Regions from separate parts of the Mus musculus genome. Here regions 1, 2, 4, 5, 6 and 7 are each linked to region 3. A link is a contact called in public Hi-C, promoter capture Hi-C and targeted proximity ligation data. All regions are on one chromosome and are shown on one strand. The core of a region is the stretch at or near the end of the contact, and the rest is flanking DNA. Distances in the headings are between cores, read along the strand shown.

Region 1 (2,700 bases), core at 12-2,511, 430 kb after region 3:
CCCAGCAACCACATGGTGGCTCACAGCCATCTGTAACAAGATCTGACGCCCTCTTCTGGAGTGTCTGAAGACAGCTACAGTGTACTTACATATAATAAATAAATAAATCTTAAAAAAAAAATATTCAGGTTTCTCTTGAGACATCTTTGACCTATGTGACATTTAGAAATAAATTCATTTTGGTTTGTTTTGGGTGGTGATGTGCCTTTTGTTTTTTGCAATTCTAAGATGGTAAGCCTAGTCTAGTATGACCTTGGACTTTGTGGACTCAAAAAAAAAAAAAATCCTCCTACCTCTGCTGGCAAGTATTTGGGTCTAACAGCATGTGTCACCAGTTTAGAAATATAGCGTGCATTTGTCAAATATTTAGAGGTTTCCCGGCAATGTTTCCACTATTCTTAGTTTAATTTCACTCAACTCCAAGATCATGCATTTGTTTGCTTCCAGATAGTGGCTTGCTAGAGGCCAAGCTTCTAGCTCACAGTCCTGAGTGCTGGGATGAGAGGTGAGTGTTATCATGCCAGATGCCGACGCCTATTTTCTAGGGCTTTTGTTTTTAAGCTTGTTTAAGTGTGGTTTTCAGTCTGGAATGTAACCTCAGCGAATATTTTATCTGAATTTGAGAGTGATGTTCACCCATACTTGTCGGATGAGTGTTCTTCAAATGTCAACAGATCCAGATGACTAACGGCACCGGCTAGGACTGGCTAGGTTCCACTTGGCTTTGTGCATTTTCTCTCTGATAGGTCGATTACTGTCTGGTGCGTTGCTGGAGTATTGAGCGCTAATGGATTGAGCCTTTTTTGTGTTTTTGTTAAATGGTTTTCTGTTCCCTTGGCTATTTTGACTCCCTGCTGTTCAGCTTGATCATATTAATGACTGTAGGTCTTTTTGGACAATAGACTGCGTTTGTTTTGTGTGGTGCTCCTTTTTGCCCCTGGTCGTTTTCCTTGCACCAGCTGGCTCTGTGCCTGGAAGCTCGGAGCTTGCTCTCTTTGAGTCCTATCCCTGAAGTCGCCCATCCTCTGGGAGGCAGACAGACATCTTCAGCCTCTGAGGCTGATTTACAAACAAGAGTTGGATCCACAGAACAGCAGCCCGGAACTAGGGGCAAGGGTCACATGTCCAGTCAGAAAGAACGCCCTCCTTCACCCAAATTGCTCAAAACTGTTGTTGGCTCTTCTTCAAAACTCTTGATGTTTGGCAATACCGTGTGCACTTTGACCATAGCGTCCAGTGCCTTGTTGAGCAGTTTTCAGTAGACTTTCGCTTTGCACAAACATCTTCTCTGAGTGATCCAACACCTCCTGCAGCTCTGGCAAACTCTGGGTCAGCCCGGAGTCCCTCGAAGCTGGAGCTGAGGTCAGAGAAGCCCAGGACAGCCACGAAGCTGTGGGTCCTCGCGCCTAACAACCACGGTTAAGGATTCTGATACGTTACCAAACCGCCACCCAGAAAGGAATTGCAATGTGGACTTCTACAAGAAATCAGAAACAGTAAAGGTAGCCTGAAAGCCACACCGAAATTACCTGCTACCATCCAGGATGCTGAGCAGACAAGGGTTTGTGGGAATGGGGCGTGGCTAGGCGCCTAGGCACTTATGGATTCTCTTCTTTTCAGAACAGCCTTGCTGCCTGCAGGGGTGACTGAGGCCCTGAAGTCCAGAGCTTTGCTGAGTCGTCACTTGGGAGAGTAAATCTCCAATGGTCTGCCCGTGCAGTGAGCATTGTAACCTGTATCACTGTAAATCTTATTTGCAGTGAGTCCTTGTTCATCCCTTCAGTGTGTGTGTGGGGGGGGGGGGCTGGGGGGGGGCGAGGGAGGGCGGCAGAAGTCGTCCTTGGATATTATTTTCCAGGAGCTATCTATCTTGCTCTTGAAACGGTGCTCACAAAGAAGGATAGGCTGGCTGGCCACCAAAGCCTAGGGACTGTCCTGCCTTTGCCTTGCCCGCACTGGGGTTACAAGTGTGTGCTACCAGGCCTGATTTGTGTGTGTGCTAGGGATCAGACATGAATTCTCAATTGACTGACTGACTCCCTCCCCATTCTGCTGTTCAGAGCTTTTAAGTACTCAGCAGGGGAAAAAATTGCAGGTACACCTTGCTGACTTAACCTCTCTCTTTCAATTTCATAAATATATTTATTATTTAAATTGTGTATATGAGTGTGTATTGTGTATGTGTGTATAAAAAAAGAGTATGTGTATATGAGTGAGTATATGAGTAAATGCTTGTGTATGAGTGTGTATATATGTATGAGTATGAATGTATACTGTGTTATGAATATGTGAGAGTATGCATATGTAACTATACATATACACATATGAGTTAGTGTGTATGAATGTGTTATGTGTATTGTGAGTGTGTATATTTAACTATGTGCGTGTATATATATATATATATATATATATATATATATATATATATATATGAATGAGTATATTGTATGAATGAATGTGTATGTGTATGTGTGTACATGTGTATGTGAGAGAGTGTGTGTTTTCTTAAGCCTAAGTCATGTCTCTAACCTTTCTCTGCAGTAGCTTGCTATGTAGTCCAGACTGGTTTTGAATTCAAGGTGATCCTCCTGCCTCAGCTTCCCCAGTGATAGGATTACAGGATGAGGCACAAGGCCTGCCTACTCATTTGGGTTTTCTCGTGTTTGCTGAAAAGCTAACATATATCAGGTTTCGTGCTTC
Region 2 (2,700 bases), core at 77-2,576, 430 kb before region 3:
CAGGGGTGGAGAGAGAACCAGGCAGGTGAATGTCCAAAAGCTCACAGGAAGCTGAAGGAGGCCGCAGGTATCTCTGCAAGGTTGCCAGGCATGGCTAAGGTGCTTGTTGAAAGAAATGGCAACTTAGTTCTTTCTGTGGCGTCTCTGTCTCTCCTCCTTTCCCCATCTCCTCTTATATAGCTATGGCAGAGTGGTCAATGTACTCTCATATGCTCAGACTTTGGGCAATGGAGACACAAATACTTTCTCGTCAAAAAAAATTTTTTTTTTTCCCACTAAATCTCATTTGGTCGAAATCTTCCTCCTTTTAACTGCTAGGTTCAGTTTGACAGATCGCAAACTCCAAATACAGAGGGAAATGTAGAGTTATATCGTGCCATAGGCAAAAAAAAAAAAAAAAAAAAAAAAAAAAAAAAAAAAAAAAAAAAAAAATCAACCCTTCAACAGCTTTTTTTGGCTACTACCATTAAGGTTATGGAATTCTTTCCCTCTCCTTTTTCTCTTCCTGAGCCAGTTTTCCTCGCTGTTCTGGAAATAAATAAATCCTAATATGGCTTAGAAATAAAAATGCATGGTAAACACTTGGCAATTATGTTTTTCAGTGTGGTTTCAGGGGAGTGTGGCAAGAGAAGTGGACGATCAACCACTCGGCCATTGGCGCTGAGAAAATATTTCCTGTCCTGACCAGGTTGCGTTTCTAGAGAATATTTAACAGGGAGCGGTTTAGTCCTTCTAAAGATGATGAAATGAAAGAATAAATATTGACCCAAACAGCACCACAACTCATCAAAGAGTAAAATATGCCCTTTCTCAAAGGGGGAAAAAAAAACAGCCAAAATATGCCAAAAAGCTTCTCACAACAGCTCCTCAGTAGAAGCAGGGGCCACTTGGGAAAGCCAGGGCCTGGACGCTAATGTTCCAGGCTACATCATAGGTCCCTTTTCGCTCAGTGAGGCCACCATCACCACACCATGGCCACGTAGGCCTCCAGCCAGGGCAACAGGACCTGGAGGCCACCCAAGACTGCAGCTGGCTGCCGCTGGGTCCCCGGGCCAGCTCTTGGCCCCGATGGATCCTCTGGGCTGGAGAGTTTGGCTCCACCGAGACCACCCTGAGCGGAGCTCGGAGCATAGGCGACGTGGGACGGCAAGGCTGACGGAGGGGCCCCGCGTGCGTTCAGGAGTGAGTCAGGGAGCGTTATGCAAGCTCGGCCGCCCCCCCCCCTCCCGCCCCCGGCACCTCCCCGCGGTCTTTCACCCCGCGCGGTTACGAAAGCGCGACCCCCTCCCCCCGGAGCTATAAAGGACCGACGGCCGCTCGGCTCCGTCGCTCCACGCGCGCGCGAACGCGGCGGCCAGGCTTGCACGCGGCTCCTGCTGGTGAGCCGCCGCGCGCTCCCCCGGGGACCTGCAGGGCGGGGTGGGGCGGGAGGGGGCGACGGGCGGCCTCGGTCCTCCGGCCCCGCGTTTACCCTGCGCCTGTCCCGCAGGGCAGACTCCGGGGTGAGATGGAGTGGGTGTGGGCGCTCGTGCTGCTGGCGGCTCTGGGAGGCGGCAGCGCCGAGCGCGACTGCAGGGTGAGCAGCTTCCGAGTCAAGGAGAACTTCGACAAGGCTCGTGTAGGTATCAGCCCGGGTTCCCCGATTCCTGCGGGTCAGAGGTGGAGCCCAGACTCCAGTCCCTAGCTCTCTCATCTCTTTCTCAGTTCTCTGGGCTCTGGTATGCCATCGCCAAAAAGGACCCCGAGGGTCTCTTTTTGCAAGACAACATCATCGCTGAGTTTTCTGTGGACGAGAAGGGTCATATGAGCGCCACAGCCAAGGGACGAGTCCGTCTTCTGAGGTCAGTGGCCTCTGGTGGGCTGTGTGCGGCGTTCCAAAGTGCCTCCCACCTTGCCTTTGGCTCCCTGGGAGCCCAACCCTCACTGGGATGGGAAAAGAGTACCTTGGATGAGGTAGAAGCCCTTTCCTGGCTTGGCTCAGGATTCTCTTGGCTTTTGCAGCAACTGGGAAGTGTGTGCAGACATGGTGGGCACTTTCACAGACACTGAAGATCCTGCCAAGTTCAAGATGAAGTACTGGGGTGTAGCCTCCTTTCTCCAGCGAGGAAGTGAGTAGTGGGGCATACATGGCCAAATCACTGCGTTTCTGTTCAGCGGCACCGTTGGGAAGGGCTTCGAGAGGCAGAACCCTCAGCCCTGTCTGAATTTAGGGGATGTGGGATTAGAAGCGACTGGATTCTCAGCCTAAAATACCTAATCCAAGTTCGGAAGGGCCTTTGGGCTTATCGGGTACCATTTCCCTGATCATCCACTGTGACTTACTTCACGCTGTCTCACACATTACCACTCCACTCTGTCTCTTGGAGTGGAATCTCTGAGACAGTAGGACAATCTGGAACATCGGCAGAGCTAGAGACCGATATCCAAGAGGAGGGAACTATGTGTCTGAGCTGGGTCACAGCCCAGGCCCCTCCCGGTGGACTCCCAGCCAGGCAGTGTTCTGGAAGCAATAGTCTCCTTTCCTTAAATACTCATATGCAAGGCAGGATTTTGAGAACTCCCAACAAAGTTCCCTAAAGTTTGGGATTCTTCTCAGGACACACAATTGACATGTTCTTTGACTCCCCCAGCCCATTTCACTTAAATTATAGATCCGAAAGCTACTTGATAACTAAGGAATAATTTAGGGTGGGAAGAAGT
Region 3 (2,782 bases), core at 251-2,750:
GCATATCCAGCCTCTCTCCCCTCTCCCACGAGTGCTCAATCAGGAGCTGCAGCGCGTCCTTGCAACCCCCATCCGGCTCTGTAGCCTGAAGCCGGCGGATCTTGGCGCGAATGTTCTCCTCGATGCGCGCGTGTATAAGGTTCCGCGCCTTCACGCCCTGAGCGCGGAGAGAGCGTGGCGGTGAGCGGATGCCCGAGCTTGCGTTCCCCTACTCCGACTCCGCAAACCGCCCTTACCCGGTACAGGCCGCTAAAGGGCACGTCAATGGGAAGAGAGAAGAGATTGCGGGTCATCTCCTCGAAAGCCTCCACGAGCTGCTGCTCGTCCTCCCCGCCGCCCGCTGGACCCGGCTCGCAGCCCAGCAGGATGCGCATGGCGATGCGGAACATGAGGCGCTTCACCTCGGGGTAGACCAGGAGGCCGCGCTCGCCGCAGCTTAGCCACTGCTCCAGACAACTGCTGACTTCCTCAGCGATCACGGGCACGTAGCACTGGAGTGCCTCGCGGCTGAAGGCCTGCATAATCACCTGAGCACCCCCCAGGAGCAGAGAGTGTTACAATCCTCTACTTTCCCTCAGCCCCCCCCCCTTCGCCTTTCCGAGTACCCTTTCAAGAATTTCAGTCCCCCCAGGACTAACCCACGTGCTAGCAGAAAAGCTAAAGTGGATCTCAGATAGAGAGGGTCCTGGTCCCCACCACATAGGACTAGCCCTCGCCCCGCATCTATTTGCCTGAACCAAGCCATAGGATGAGGTCTCCCTGCCAGCCAAGGAGTTGCCAGCTCACCCTCACCTTCTTTCGCTGCTTGTGCGAGGAATCGTGCAGGTTGGAGAGGCAGCCAGCGCCCAGGATGGTGCGCACCGACGCGGGCCAGTGCACCGACACCAACCGGTGCTCTCCCAGCAAGATGCGCCGCACATTATCCGCGCCCATCACCCGCACCGTGGGCCGCCCAAACAGATGCGTCTTGTAGATGAAGCCGTATTTCCTGCGCTTCATCTGCAGAAACTTCCTCCGCTGAGAGGGAGGTGGAGGAGAGAGACCCGCAACCCGCATGAGGGGGCGCCGGGGAGCATCTGGTCTCCGTCTAGCCCCTCTTCCAAGCCGTGGTCGCCTCCCTCGCGAGGACACTTATCCCACCTTCAGCCCAGGCCCAGAGCTGAGGCGGACTCCGGGGGAAGCGTCAGGTCCCTTCCCGAGCTCCCTTACCTGAAGCACCATCTGCAATGTTTCCCCAAAGAATGGGAAGCCCATGGTACCGGGGGGCAAGGGGAGGGCGCAGCTGCGATCGCGGCTGCTCACACAGTACAGGTCCCAGAGCTTGAGCGCCGCCAGGAAGAGCAGCAGCGGCAGCACGAAGGTGCAGAGCGCACTGGCCAGCAGCGCCGGGAGCCCCATGGCACGCTTCAGCCTCCCGCGCCACCTGCCGCCGCCGCCCTAGCTCCGAACCCCGCCGCGCGCCCTCTTTATAAGGCCGCCCAGGTTACTGCCCACGTTACCTTGGTCAGACAAATTAGTTCACCCAAAGTTCATCTTTAATTGCGGATCGGGCCCCTGGCTCCTCCCCCCTCGAGGCGCTGCCCAAAAAAATCTTTAACCGTTTGTTCCGCGCCGAGGCAGAGGCGGCGCACTGGCGGCTTCCCTCTGAGCGCGCCTCCTGGGGGTGCGGGACTAGGAACACCTCTTTCCTTGTCCTAGGTGTGCAGAGCTCCGAGTTACCACGGTGCGGCTTCGGGCGGGGGAGGGGGCGGGGGGAGTGGGTTGTGGATCGGGGTTCCAAGAAGTGGGAATTTGGAGTCCTGGGTTTCCTAGCTGTCTCTCTGCTGTCCCTCGAGCCGGGTCGAACCAGCTGCCCGAGCCCGAAGCCTTCCCAGCTCACCATTCACAGGCGCCTCGTGGGCTCTTTTCCATTGGCTTGGAAAGCGCGTTCAAGAATCATCGTTCAATGGACTTGACCCACCGGTTGAGTAAATGAGATTCCAAACGCTTCCTGATCTGGGAGGATCCCAAGAAGATCCCAGGGCGAGGGTCCTAGCCGGTCTCGGAGGTCAAGTATGACTGGCGGATCGTGGACGCTAGCTTTCCAGGGCCCCACAGGCGAGCCAGCGCATGAAGACTTGGAAAATCCTGCTTTCGAGTTCAAAGCAAGTAAGCCTCCAGGTCTCTGGGACCCCCAGGTGCAGCCTTGCACATGCCTGACTCCCTTCTCTAAGCCCTGGTGGGGTACTAAGGAGACCAGAGGCTCCAAAGTCAACCTCCACTGTAGTAATACCGCCAAGCCGGCCCAATTCCTATAGCCCTGGGGCTTGCAACCTCAGCCAAGCGGCCGGGAAGAGGGCCCCCAGTCCAGGCAGATATGGGGAGGAATACAGGGAGGAAACCCCCCTTTCCACCTTGGCTCGCCTGTATCTTGGGTGAGTCACCAGGCTGTCTGTTTCTCTTAGGACAAAGTTGATCGTTTCCACTTCGTCTACACCACAAGGCAGCTGTGAGTTCGCTAATAGAGTGGTCTGGTTTCAGGGTTCTAGAACCTTCCCTCTACTCTCCCAGATCCCATCCACTGTAAAGCCACGGAGCCTGGTAAGAGGGTTGTTTGGACCTATGCTTCTGGCACAGGCCATTGGGAACGTTATGGGAATCCACTGGGGGTTGACTGTGAAACTTCAATCGTCAGCTCCTTCAGTCAATAACTAACGGGCACAGGGGAACTGCGTGGTGCGTGTGCGCGCGCGCGCGCGCGCGCACACACACACACACACACACACACACAAGGCTTCTCATG
Region 4 (2,700 bases), core at 45-2,544, 400 kb before region 3:
CCTTCATCCACCCTTGCCCTCAATTAAAAAAAAAAAAAAAAGCGATTGGTCTGTGGACACTGCCAACCCTGGAAGCCCTCCTCTGTGTTCGGAGGTTTGGGGGCTGAGGAGGGGGGTGAGTGGGGTTCACATAACCAGCATTTCTGGTCAGAGTATATGCGGGAACAGGAACCTTTCCCCCAGGGGACATCCCACTACTGTAGGATTTCTCCTTGAGACTGCTCTTCTAAGCAGGAGCCCAGCAATAAGGAAGATGCTGGGTGCCCCAGCTTCTTTGTCTGTTAAATAGATGCGATAATAACAGTAGCGTGACATTTGGAGAGAAAGCAGAAACTCTGTGAGAAGCCACCTCGCACCCTGTGTCCCACCTGGCTGTAAGCTCCCATTGCTTAATTAGCCTCATAATAGTCTCTGCAGTTTGCAAAAAGTCCGGGAAGGCCCCCTTAACACTTGTGAGGATTTACTTACCCACTTGGCACTGTGGGTAAACTGACGAAATTAAACTCCAGAGTATTGGGCACTGGGTCTGCCAAAAAGGATACAATTCCACCCACGACCTATTATTGTTACTAGTCACTATCCCCCACCCCCACCCCCGGCCCACGGCTTTGGTCAGATCCTTGCCTCCCACCAGCAGCCCGCCTGGATACTTGTTGCGTTGCACGCAGCCAGCGCTCACCTGGTCCCCGCCGGGAAGGCGCTGCGGGACCACGCGGAACAAGATGCAGAGGGGCAGCGCGGCGAGCGCCGAGTAACCCCATATGAAAGCCAGCAGTGCCGCCTGAGTCCGCCGCCCCGGGCCGCTCAAGCCGCGCCGGAGGCGCACGATGCACACCATGCGCTCCAGGCTGACCGCGGCCAGTGTGAGGATCGTGACGCTGCCGCTCATTGTCATCACGTAGAAGAGCAGGTGGCAGACGACGGGCCCCAACAGCCAGGCCTCAGTCCAGCGCACGACGAGCACTAGAGGGATGGCGCTGGTGAAGAGCAAATCCGCGCAGAAGAGGTTGAGCACCAGGCTGGCTGTCGCCCCACGGCGCCGACGGCGCGCCACCAGCACTAGAGCACACACGTTGCCCAGCAGTGAGACGACAAAGATGAGCCCCAGAACGGTGGTCTCCACGACGCTCAACACCAACCGGTGGTCGCCCTTGACATCCGAGAAGAAAGGGAAGTGGGTGCGATTGACTTGGTCCAGGGTGTGCGAGGGGCCAGGGCCCGTCGTCTGTGCACACTCAGGGGACATGCCGGGCGCCCGGCCGCCCGCCGCTGTCTGAGAGAGCGCTCATCTGCGAGGTAACTGAATGCCAAGGCGGGGAAAGAGGGAGGGAGGAGGTTGCGACACCTCCCCTCTGTCACCCTCCCGCCCGAGTTGCCCAGGCTCTGGGCGTAGGAGCTGCGTCCAGGGCGCACCGGAACGAGGAAGTGCCTGGCAACACTGGCCTGAACACCGTGGGTGGGAAGGTGGCCACCAAGGCAGAGACCTCAGACCCTTGGGCAGTCTAAGTGCTCTTAAGCCAGAAAATTAAAGAATCTCCGCCTCCCTGTCCCTGCCCCGCCCCCCCCCCCCCCCCCGCCCCCGAGGCCGCCTTCTTCATCTTTCATGGACACTGATTACTGAAATCCTACTTAAGCTAACCCTGATCGAAGAGTGTCAGAGTTGAACTTGGGAAATGGTGCGGACCAGTGTAGTTCAGACTGCTCTAAAGAAATCCCATAGGTAGGAGGTTGATCCCAAAACAACTTGTAATGGGCCAGTGTTTATCTGATTTGGGGGTGAGTTAATCTCCTTATATACCAGTTTGTTTGTTTGCGTTTGCAAAATAGGAAGAATTACTTTGCCTGAGAATTTGGTTCTTTGTGTAGAGCATACACCTAGTGTGAGGGAGGCCCTGGGTTTGATACTCAGCACGGAAGTGCAGGGAGGGGTGAGAGGGAGGATGAGGGGAGGGAGAGAGGTCAGGTGCACAGTCAAGCTTTGAAAGTGCCTCAGGCTCCCAGGGTGAGAGCACTTGACCTTCTGATTCTGTTAGAGAAGAAACCTGAGCCTCTGCGAGAATGACTTTGCTAAGGTGGCCTTTGGTGACTAATAGACGTTCCTGGACCCCTAGACTTCCTTCTTGCCATTAAACCACCCACCATTGCTTCTGGTTTCCTTTTCTAGAAAATGAGATAACTAGTCAGTTAAAAGTGTGTTTGGGGACTGAGATCTAAAGACCACTTCTCTAAGTACTCCAACCACCTAAGACCTCATGCCCTCTCCCTTTGCCACACCCCCAGGCCTCTCCTCCTGCCTATTCTGCCTGGTGGTTTGTCTCCAGGTATTTATGAAGAACAGCATGTGCCCGTTGAAGTTGACGGTGGTGCCTGGAAGCGCATGCATGTGCGCCTCTGCTTATCACCCGCATGTGACTCCAAGTACATGCTGTGACTTCTAACATGATGTGCAGATCCTATGTCAGTGGGAGAGAGGCACAGCTGGAGGTTTGGGTAGCTTCAAGTTGGAAAGTGGAACCAGTGGGGGCTGGGCACTGCTGGAAAAGCCAAAAAAAGAAAAAGAAAAAAAAAAAAAAGAGTGAAACGAAGGGGCCTCAGAGATGGGACTTTGGGAACTGTCTGATTGGGGTCAAGAGATACTAGCTCTGTGTAGAGAGGTGGGAAAAGTGAGGGAGGAAAGGAGAGGAAGGGAGGGAGGGAGAG
Region 5 (2,829 bases), core at 60-2,559, 490 kb after region 3:
CCAGTTAGTCTATTTAGAGTTGCAAGCAACCTCAAACATTATGAATTAGATCGACCAATTGGTCAGAACAGCAAGCAGCTGCCTTGGTGAAAAGGTGGATTTAATTTAGTTTCCAAAAACTCACTGGCTGGAATTTAAACGGCAGAGGGCAGTGCTGTAGACTTTCTCAAAGAGTTTTAGTGGCTGGAGACCCCAGGAATGGGCAACTGGTCCCAGTACAAGCCCAAACGTGTCTGGGAACTTAGCGATCGTCAAGTGTGCTACGTGTTCAATGTTGCATGCTTGTGGCTGTTTTCCATAACCTCTACTCTAGTGTGACCGACCGTTAAGGCTCCCTTGTGGATATTCTGACCTTACGGTTTGGGGGTAGGGATGGGATTGGGGGAGGGTGGTGGGGGAGTTGGAAAGAGAAACGAAACCCAGGCTTTAAAAGAAGGAATGCCTATCCTTGCATTGTGAAAGTGCAAGGGACCAGTCTCCAGAATGACAATCGGGTACTTCCCAGTGGCGTCGCTGTCAACCCCTTTACTACATTGTCCGGGGAGGAGGGGGAGAAATAGAAACTAATACTATGGGTTAACAATAGCGCCTCTTCACCTCAAAAAACAAAACAAAACAACAACCAAAAAAAAAAAACCCAAACAGGCTGGCGGCCAAAGTAGACCTCCCTCCTTTAACTAAGTTTCAAAGTCTACGACCCTGACCTCTCGCCCGCTCTTCTCCCCAGTGCCACCTCCAAACTCAGAGCCCTTTTCCCGGCCTCCGGGCCGTGGAACTCTCGGCGGACGCCAGGATCCCCGCTCTCGGGGCCTCGAGGCCAGCATGGGCAGGCCCAGGACGAAGGCCGGCAGTTCCCGGCCCCACGTTGCTCCTACCTGTCCAGCATCTGTTGAAGGGCTTGGTCCGGCATCTTCCGCGGAGCCGGCGAGCTCGGCCCTCGCCCGCAGCCCCGCTCAGGGCCAGGCCCCGGGACAATAGCACTGAGAGGCGGCGGAGTAGGCCTCAGTCCCGCGGCGGCCGCGGACCCGCCACACAGCCTCCCGGCGTGGCTCCCAGAGGCCCGCGGTGGCGCTGCGCGGCCGGCGGGCGACCGCAGAGGGCGGCGGGGAGTGAGGAGGAGGAGCCTGGGGCCGGGAGGCGGCGGTCGCGGCCCGGGTTCCTGCCGGTCCGCCCAGGGTTCCGGTCCATGGACCGCCGGGGCGCCGAGCTGCTGCCGGCGGAGGAGCTACCTCTGTGAGGTAAGAGTCGCCGCCTCCGTGCGCGCCGGGGTCACGACGCAGGGGCGGCTCGGAGCAGCCTGGGAGATGTAGTCCTCGGACCGTCCCCGCTAGAGGCTGCACAGCCCGCCGGGACCCCCGCCGCCGTGCCCGCCGCCGCCGGGCCGGCGCCCTCCCGTTTCCTTCCTCCAGGGGGAAAAAAAAATGTCCTTCGGGCCGCTGTCCGGGAAGCGGCAGCATGTGGCGCTCCGCTGTCAGTAGCAACAAGGTCAGCGCCCCTTCTCCGCGTCTTGTCCCCTCAGCTCTCGCGCTCAGGTGGGACAGAGCCAGGTGAGGGGTGGCGGCGTGGAGGGCCAGTTTCTGGGCCGGGTCAAGTACGCCGGGCCGCGGCGGCGCGAGGCCGGGCGCTCGGGTCAGCCTCGGCCGCGTCAGAGCCCATCTTCGGGGAGGGACAAGTGGCTTAGTGCGGGGCTGCTCTGGAGGGGCGTGTGGGTAACCCGACTGTTCGCACCGGCGCCTCTGTGTGTGTGTTGGGGACATAGGAGAGCATGGGGGGTGGGACGCGAGCAACCACTTTGCCTGTCCAGGAACCTTCTCGGTTCTGGTGCTGTCGCCCAGCCTTCGAGGGCTTGCGGGCAGCCTCCAAAGGGGACACGCTGCTGAATAAACAGCCCTTGCTTGCTCAGCTGTGGGTTGTCAGGAGTGTTTGTTTCTTTCCGCAGCTGGTCACCGTTAACCATTCCTAAGGCTCCTTGACACTTCTAAGCAGGTGGATCCCGGCCGAGGGATCAAAAAGGGAAGAAGTGACAAATCACGCCTCTGTCTTCTCTGACGCCGGAAGGGATAGCTTTGGAGGGGGGAAACGAGCTGTTGTTGACTTAAACCGATGCGTAATTTGGACGACCTGTGGCATTGTTTAGCGCTGTGATTGGTGGGATGTTTTGCTAGTTTTCCGTTGGTTGTGCCTACGGTTTTTTGGTTTTTTGTTTTTTTTTTTTAAACTTCTACAAAACGTTTGCTATTTCTTTAAATGAAAATGTTTCTTTAAATTTGAGCCTGGAGTGGTTTCTCAGGCCTATAATTCCAGACTTGGAAGACTGAGACAGAAGGATTACCTGGTCTGTATAATGAATTCCAGAGTAGCCTAGGCTAAATAAATAAATAAATAAATAATCAATCAATCAATTAATCAAGGATATGGTAGGCGTCCAATCCCGTAACCCCAGCACAGGAGAGGAGGAGGCAGAAGGATTAGGAGTTCAAGGTCAACCTCTAACTCTAATTAGTTTGACTCTGTCTCAAAAGGACAAACAAAAAGCTGCATAGGCATGGCCAGCAGATCTGGGAGGGTCTTCACAAATTCAAAATCAGTTCGGGTTACAGAGAGAGACCCTATCCCACAACAGTAACCATCAAAGCTACTTTTGTTTGTTTGAGTTTTTCCTTGGCAAGGACTATGTATCTGCAACACAGGGATGACTGGACTTGGAGATCCTCCTATCTAGAGCTCCCCATATCTGGAATTATATAGGCATGGCCCACCACACCCAGAACCGAAAGGCTTTCAAAATTATTGCTTAAGGTAGTTTGTTTTTTTTTTTTTTTTTTTTTT
Region 6 (2,700 bases), core at 17-2,516, 330 kb before region 3:
AGGATTTTGGTAAAATACAATGTATTTACCTTTTGATACAAATCAGAACCTCCGCCTTGGAAGAGATCAGCTGAGTTTCTCCAGAAGGGGAGGAGCTGGCGCTCATTCTTTCCTTTTTCCTGGTTTGCTGGGAAGTTAGGAGAGGGCCTGGGTTACATATAAGGTCTTTGAATCAGACTATGCCTGGCTAGAGGGCGTCTTCCTAGCTCTGTGATCTTGGATAGAGTTCATGAAAGGACACAATAAAAGCCCAGCGATGCCTGGCTCTCACGGAGCCTGTCTCCCACCCCAAGGTGACGCCTTCAGCATGTGTGTCATGTGAGCAGCCTGGAATCTACTGAAGTTCCAGGTGAATGCCTCCACCTGGGCTGTGGTCAGCCACCGGCCTTCTGTTCTGCTTCACAGGCATCCTTTGTTCTCAGCATCTGCCCTGGTCACGTGCTCAGCAGCATACGTTCGATGTTTTGGGGTAGCTTGGTTTTCCTTGGCAGATTACTAACTTCTGAAAAGTCTTTCAGGCTGGCTTCTAACACCTTAGTTCCTTCATTGGCTTGTACCAGCCAGATGAAGGTTAGCGTGGAATCCAAGGCTTTGCATCATGTCTAGCCATAGCCGTCCCACACAGTTTTTACCTCCTTTCTTGGCCCTTTGCCTCCAGGCAACTGTGCTGTGACTGATGCCCACCCCCTAGCTGGCCTTGCCACTTCTTCAAGAGAGCAGTCCTTCAATTCCACCTTGTCAATCAACCTTGACTTTGCCTCTTCTTCCTCTGTGAGGTCTTTTCCAGTACCCAAACTTGACATCACCTTTCTTCCCCTCCCCCCGAATTTGCATGTTCTGTATTCCTCCAATGGCAACTAAAATCACCCTTTTCTAGTTAAGTACCTCTTGACACACCCTCACTAGACCACTTGAGGACCAAGAGCTCTTACAGGCAAGTGATCATGTATCTCTCTCAGTGTTCAGCTCTCTCACGTGTCATGCCTGGCACGTGGTAGTTTTAAAAATATTTGTTATGTGGAGGATTGAAGGCATTCATAAAGTTTGTGAAAGATCTCCCTTAGAAGACCATGGCTATGAGGTGGCTTAGCCTGAGCCGGCCGGTTACTTCTCCCATTATTTCTCTTCCCCTAGGAGGGAAGCTTACAAAAGAAAGCCAGCTGGATCATGTGATGCCCACTCCAGTGGAAAAGTTAATGCTTAGCAGAGTGAGGGTCATGACTCACAGTGTTGCTATGCTGAGGTCTTGGAAGAATGAGGTAGTTAGTCGTCCGTCTCTCCTCCCCCCCCCCCCCCCCCCCCGTCCTCCCCCAAGCAGACTGTGTTCTGGGAGAAGAAGAGATGTGGCAAGCAGTTGAACAAAACCCACCACCTCCCACATTCCTCAGCAGCAGAGCAGTGGTCAGGCATGGCTCAAAGTGTGGCTGCCAATGTGCCCCTGCCTGCACTGTCACCGGAGCCCCTCCACTCATTGACTGGGTGATTTTGACTACGTCGTTTAACCCCATTCACCTTGGCTGTAAAGGGGAGGTGACAATAGTAATAATAAAAATTACACTGCTGACGAGGGATGAGGTGGTGCTTTCAATGCATACAGTCGTCAGAGGCAAGCTCTTATTTTGGTATCCATTGGAGGATAGGGACAGGGACCTGAAGGAAAGCCATGGGCACTGGCTGCACTCATCTATCTTCTCCTCTAGGTAGATGGACTGTCCAGGCTCAGACACAGAGAAAAAAGACCTTAGGTCTCACAAGATGGTCCAGGAGTGCAGGGAACCCCCACGTTCTCCACTGGTGCTAGCAGAACTCCTCTCTGGATGAGGGTGTGGATGAGGCTTTGAGAGGGAGCCCAGCTTAGCTGCTAAGCTGTGGTGTTGTCTTACCAACTTTGGAGCAAAGAGGGCTTCAGAGTCGAAATCTCAGGTTTCCATCAGGCCACGTGTGAGCGATTTGCCCATGTTGTACCCTCAGTGTACACATCTGTAAAATGGCTACCCCAGACTCTCAAAGGTCAGTCCCCTTGAATTCTTTCAGCAGCAAGATAGAGATGCCAGTTGGAAGCCTGTGGGAGAGAGAGGGGAACTGAACAGCACGACCATGATGGTGGATTCTTATCCCTTGTAGATCTCGAGGTGGAGGAAATGTTTTGAGAACCCAAATGGTATTCCCTTTGTAAACCTGACTCAGGTGTCCCCCGCAGCTGGCAGACAAAGGGGTAAATGAGTGGCATAGGAGGCTCTGAGAAACGGCTTTTAGGGGAATCAAATGGATGGTACAAGATCTTTAGTGACTTCTAGTTGATTGAATCTCTTGCTTTTCTTTTTTTATTTGCAGATGAGAAAAAGAAAACAAAGAAAGTTGATAATGAACTCAACCCTGTCTGGAATGAGGTGATTTTATCGATACTGTTTCTTCTTACAATTATAGACGAGCATGCACTCATATCATTCAACTCAAAAGTATTTTCATGGCTGTGTAATATTCTACTGAAGGGAAATCATGTAGCTTCTTTACACTGACCCCTCCCCCCATAAACACACACACACACACCACACCCACACCCACACCACACCCACACACACACCCACACCACACCCACACACACACCCACACCACACACCACACACACACACACACACACACACACCACACACACACACACACACACACACACACACACACACACACACATACACACAC
Region 7 (2,761 bases), core at 124-2,623, 260 kb after region 3:
CGTATTTATTCTTAGGAATGTTGTGAGGACAAGCCTCGAAAATCCCAAATTGCCAACGTGTAGCCCTTAGTATTTGTTCGGGGTCTGCACTTTCCTTCTCCAAATTGATGGTGGTGCGTCTGTCCGTCCGTCCGTCCCTATGTCCACAGACCTACACCTAAACATTTTGAAAGTTGGCATTGTTTTTTTTTCCCCCCGAGATTTTGCTTGCGTCAGGCTTCAGACTTGGTGCAAAACAGCCTCCAAAGATGGGGGTGGGGGGTGGCGGGAGAGGCAGAGAGGAAGCAACTGGTTATTTTAGCTGCCATAAAGTCACATCCCACACAGAGGAAATGAACAATATCAGAAAAACGGATCCTGGCTATCAGACGTCGAGTGTTTCCTGAATTTGTCTGTATTGAGGATGTCGATAAAATAATCAGCAGCGTGCACTACTCCGGGGGAAGGGTCTGCTTCATGCAGCCAGGAAAACACTTAACAGCTTCAGAAACCAGATTTACTCCTATCGAGAACTCAAGATTTCCTGTATGAACGGAAAGGGTCAGGCTCCTTCACTGCACAAGCTTGTTGAACCAAGCCCAGCCCAGGAACCGCCCGGGCAGGCAGCTCTCCCTGCCCTGCAGGGGCCAGGCTCAGGGCGCCCCGACGTCCTCTTCTCCGGGCCGCTCGCTAAGGGAGTCCCCCACCCACCCCGGGGCGACACGCGTGGCCAGGGCCGCCCTCCTCCACCTCCCCGGGAGCCCCAGGTCTCTCCCGACTACGCTTGCCCCGACGTCTGCAAGGTGCAGGAAAAGCAATCTGAGTCGCCGAGCTTCCCAGTACCGGGGCCCCGCATGCACCCGCGAGCCGCTCGCTCCGAGAGCTCGCCGCAACTTTTCCACTGCGCTTCCCGTCCGTCCGCCCCTGCCGCCTCCCGCGCGCTGCCACCCGCCGGGAGCGCCTTCCTCACGGACGCCCTCACTCGGCCCCGGCCGCCTTACCCAGGGGGTCGTGGCGGAGTAGGGCGTGCGTGTAGTCGTTCACCGTCCGCGGGAACGGGTACAGAGGGCCTCCGAAGCCACTGGGGCCGTAGGCGGCGGCCAGCGCGGCGGCCGGGTGGTGCGAGAAGGCGGGGTGGACCGGCGTGGGCTCGTACACCGGGGTCCGGTAGGAGGACACGAGGCTGGTGAAGGAGGAGTTGGGGGACGGCAGCGTGGGAGTGGGCGTGGGGGCGGCGGGCCCGCGACCCAAGATGTCGTCGATGTAGAAGGGCGTCGGGTGAGCGGGCTGCAGCAGCGGCGTGGGCGCATACAGCGGGACTCCCACGGCGGGCGCAGCCGCGGGCCCCGGGTGCGGGAACTGCATGGCCGCTCCGCAGCCCCTCGCAGAGAGCTGCCGGCCGGCGGCGCCGCGCTACATTTATTTGCGCTCTGCGCTCCAGGCGATAGGCTCGGGCAGCCGCGGGGTGGGGCCGCGCTCGGTCCCCTTCCTGCCGCCAGGCCCTGCGGCCAATGGCGCTGGCTTCAGATTCGCCTCCGCCCCCCACTAACCCCCGCGCCGATCCGCCCCCACCGGCCCAGCTCCCGCCCCCGAGACGCACGGGCTGTGGGGCTCCGGGGACCCTCCGCCAGGGTGTTCCTGCGCCGCAGGCGCCCCCAGAGGTTCCAGGCACCTAGCGAGCGACTGCGACCGTCGAAGAGGAGGTCACAAGACGTGCGCCGCGGGGCGCGGATCCTGACGGGATGGCGCCACTGCTGAAACTCGGGCAGCCTCTGGAACCTGGAGAAGCGATGGGACTCTGCGGGCCAGGAGGCCGCCGGCAGGATGGCACCTTCGGGCGGCCAGAAGGCTGCGCTTCTTGGGGTAACGGTGGCACTGTCTAGAACGGGGGACCTCCGCAGCTCGGCGCTCCAAGGAGAAGACCCAAGCCGTTGGCTGCGTCCTAGTCCCAGACGGGTACTGACAGCGAGGCTGCAGGTGTTCCAGACCTATTTGAGGACCCCCTAGCTCGGCCACCTCCCTGGATGCTAACGGAATCTGCTCCAGACCGGTATCAAGATAGAACCTTAATCGTATGGCGCAGGACAGAGGCTATGCAGTGTTCTTCGATCCAATGGGGGTGGGAGGTGCTCCTGGACCTCTGTCCCCAGGCCCTGAAGGACACAGCTGCGCTTAGCCGGCCTCTGAGGTTTTACACGTGTTTTCTATTCAAAGCCGTGGTGCGCTGCTCAGTGTGGCCTCAGCTCTGTGCGGCTTCACTCGCCTCTGGGGCAAAGGGGCATTTTCTTGATTGACGCCCTCCTGGGGTGACCACACCTTGAGTTGGGCAGTTTCTGCTAAGGACTTCTATTAGTAGAAAAACTCCCTGGCTTTTTTTTTTCAACTGAGATATTTAGTTTTATCCTTTGGAATTAATCTTCAGCTGCAGTGGGACTGAAGGCGAAATAGCCAGAGGACCTGGGTCCGAGTTTCACTTCACACCTTATTTTCTTGAGCAACTACTGTGTGTCATTAGCAAACGAGAGAGGCAGTCTCTGCCCTGGTGGAAGCAGGAAACGAACACAGTCACATCTACTAGGGAGAAATCGTGTGTAAGGGTCGAAACCTTAAGGAGCTCCAGCCCCTCCTTTCGGGTAAAGGAGAGAGTCACTTTGAAAAAGGAAAAGTCTTCCCAAAGGAAATAATGTTTGAAAGATAGGTAGGTGTCAAGGAGCCTAGGGTGTGAGTGACTCCAAGTCAGAAGAGCACTTGAGTTGAGTCTGTCAGTTTATTGCCCTGGGCT

The links. Promoter capture Hi-C pulls out the DNA fragments that hold promoters and counts their contacts. A called contact is a pair of places that touch in the nucleus more often than the background predicts.
Region 1: a contact with region 3 is called in a Hi-C map of liver, with 3 times the contacts expected there. A contact is called at or near these places in 1 of 39 promoter capture datasets (liver), 1 of 484 Hi-C or Micro-C datasets (liver) and 1 of 130 datasets of targeted methods (pancreatic cancer cells).
Region 2: a promoter capture Hi-C map of embryonic stem cells shows a contact between it and region 3, with 22 read pairs. A contact is called at or near these places in 8 of 39 promoter capture datasets (the SN4741 cell line, embryonic stem cells, hippocampal neurons and 1 more), 5 of 484 Hi-C or Micro-C datasets (embryonic stem cells and liver) and 7 of 130 datasets of targeted methods (bone marrow-derived macrophages and embryonic stem cells).
Region 4: a targeted proximity ligation map of embryonic stem cells shows a contact between it and region 3, with 7 times the contacts expected there. A contact is called at or near these places in 3 of 39 promoter capture datasets (all in embryonic stem cells), 10 of 484 Hi-C or Micro-C datasets (all in embryonic stem cells), 9 of 130 datasets of targeted methods (embryonic stem cells, pancreatic cancer cells and stem cell-derived neural progenitor cells) and 1 of 9 other capture datasets (embryonic stem cells).
Region 5: a contact with region 3 is called in a targeted proximity ligation map of pancreatic cancer cells. A contact is called at or near these places in 1 of 39 promoter capture datasets (liver) and 1 of 130 datasets of targeted methods (pancreatic cancer cells).
Region 6: a contact with region 3 is called in a targeted proximity ligation map of pancreatic cancer cells. A contact is called at or near these places in 13 of 39 promoter capture datasets (the HPC-7 cell line, HPC-7-derived erythroid cells, cranial neural crest and 10 more), 5 of 484 Hi-C or Micro-C datasets (embryonic stem cells, myeloid progenitors and pre-hematopoietic stem cells), 8 of 130 datasets of targeted methods (differentiating embryonic stem cells, embryonic stem cells, extraembryonic endoderm stem cells and 2 more) and 1 of 9 other capture datasets (liver).
Region 7: a contact with region 3 is called in a Hi-C map of liver, with 2.8 times the contacts expected there. A contact is called at or near these places in 5 of 39 promoter capture datasets (cranial neural crest, embryonic stem cells, hippocampal neurons and 2 more), 12 of 484 Hi-C or Micro-C datasets (cranial neural crest, embryonic stem cells, liver and 2 more), 2 of 130 datasets of targeted methods (astrocytes and embryonic stem cells) and 1 of 9 other capture datasets (liver).

What each region holds. Positions count from the first base shown.
Region 1 is chr19:37,262,656-37,265,355 of GRCm38.p6, reverse strand. 4931408D14Rik (RIKEN cDNA 4931408D14 gene) reads left to right here and starts at 1,261. Exons shown (of 3, transcript NR_040299.1): 1 at 1,261-1,502; 2 at 1,621-1,759.
Region 2 is chr19:38,123,437-38,126,136 of GRCm38.p6, reverse strand. Rbp4 (retinol binding protein 4, plasma) reads left to right here and starts at 1,326. Exons shown (of 6, transcript NM_011255.3): 1 at 1,326-1,379; 2 at 1,490-1,618; 3 at 1,705-1,841; 4 at 2,002-2,108. The coding sequence starts at 1,508. It overlaps Gm32440 (a long non-coding RNA gene), which reads left to right. Exons shown (of 4, transcript XR_877843.2): 4 at 1-383.
Region 3 is chr19:37,696,526-37,699,307 of GRCm38.p6, reverse strand. It overlaps Cyp26a1 (cytochrome P450, family 26, subfamily a, polypeptide 1), which reads right to left and starts at 1,500. Exons shown (of 7, transcript NM_007811.2): 1 at 1,210-1,500; 2 at 793-1,017; 3 at 237-527; 4 at 1-157. The coding sequence starts at 1,398. Gm32342 (a long non-coding RNA gene) reads left to right here and starts at 1,762. Exons shown (of 3, transcript XR_003952929.1): 1 at 1,762-2,148; 2 at 2,445-2,580.
Region 4 is chr19:38,095,673-38,098,372 of GRCm38.p6, reverse strand. It overlaps Ffar4 (free fatty acid receptor 4), which reads right to left and starts at 1,294. Exons shown (of 3, transcript NM_181748.2): 1 at 680-1,294. The coding sequence starts at 1,246.
Region 5 is chr19:37,205,951-37,208,779 of GRCm38.p6, reverse strand. Cpeb3 (cytoplasmic polyadenylation element binding protein 3) reads left to right here and starts at 1,309. Exons shown (of 11, transcript NM_001290827.1): 1 at 1,309-1,485. Marchf5 (membrane associated ring-CH-type finger 5) reads right to left here and starts at 1,235. Exons shown (of 6, transcript NM_027314.3): 1 at 876-1,235. The coding sequence starts at 910.
Region 6 is chr19:38,024,032-38,026,731 of GRCm38.p6, reverse strand. Myof (myoferlin) reads left to right here. Exons shown (of 54, transcript NM_001302140.1): 2 at 2,335-2,390. Among named protein-coding and RNA genes, the nearest start is that of Gm52396, 9.7 kb to the right of the region's middle.
Region 7 is chr19:37,433,453-37,436,213 of GRCm38.p6, reverse strand. Hhex (hematopoietically expressed homeobox) reads right to left here and starts at 1,373. Exons shown (of 4, transcript NM_008245.3): 1 at 981-1,373. The coding sequence starts at 1,344.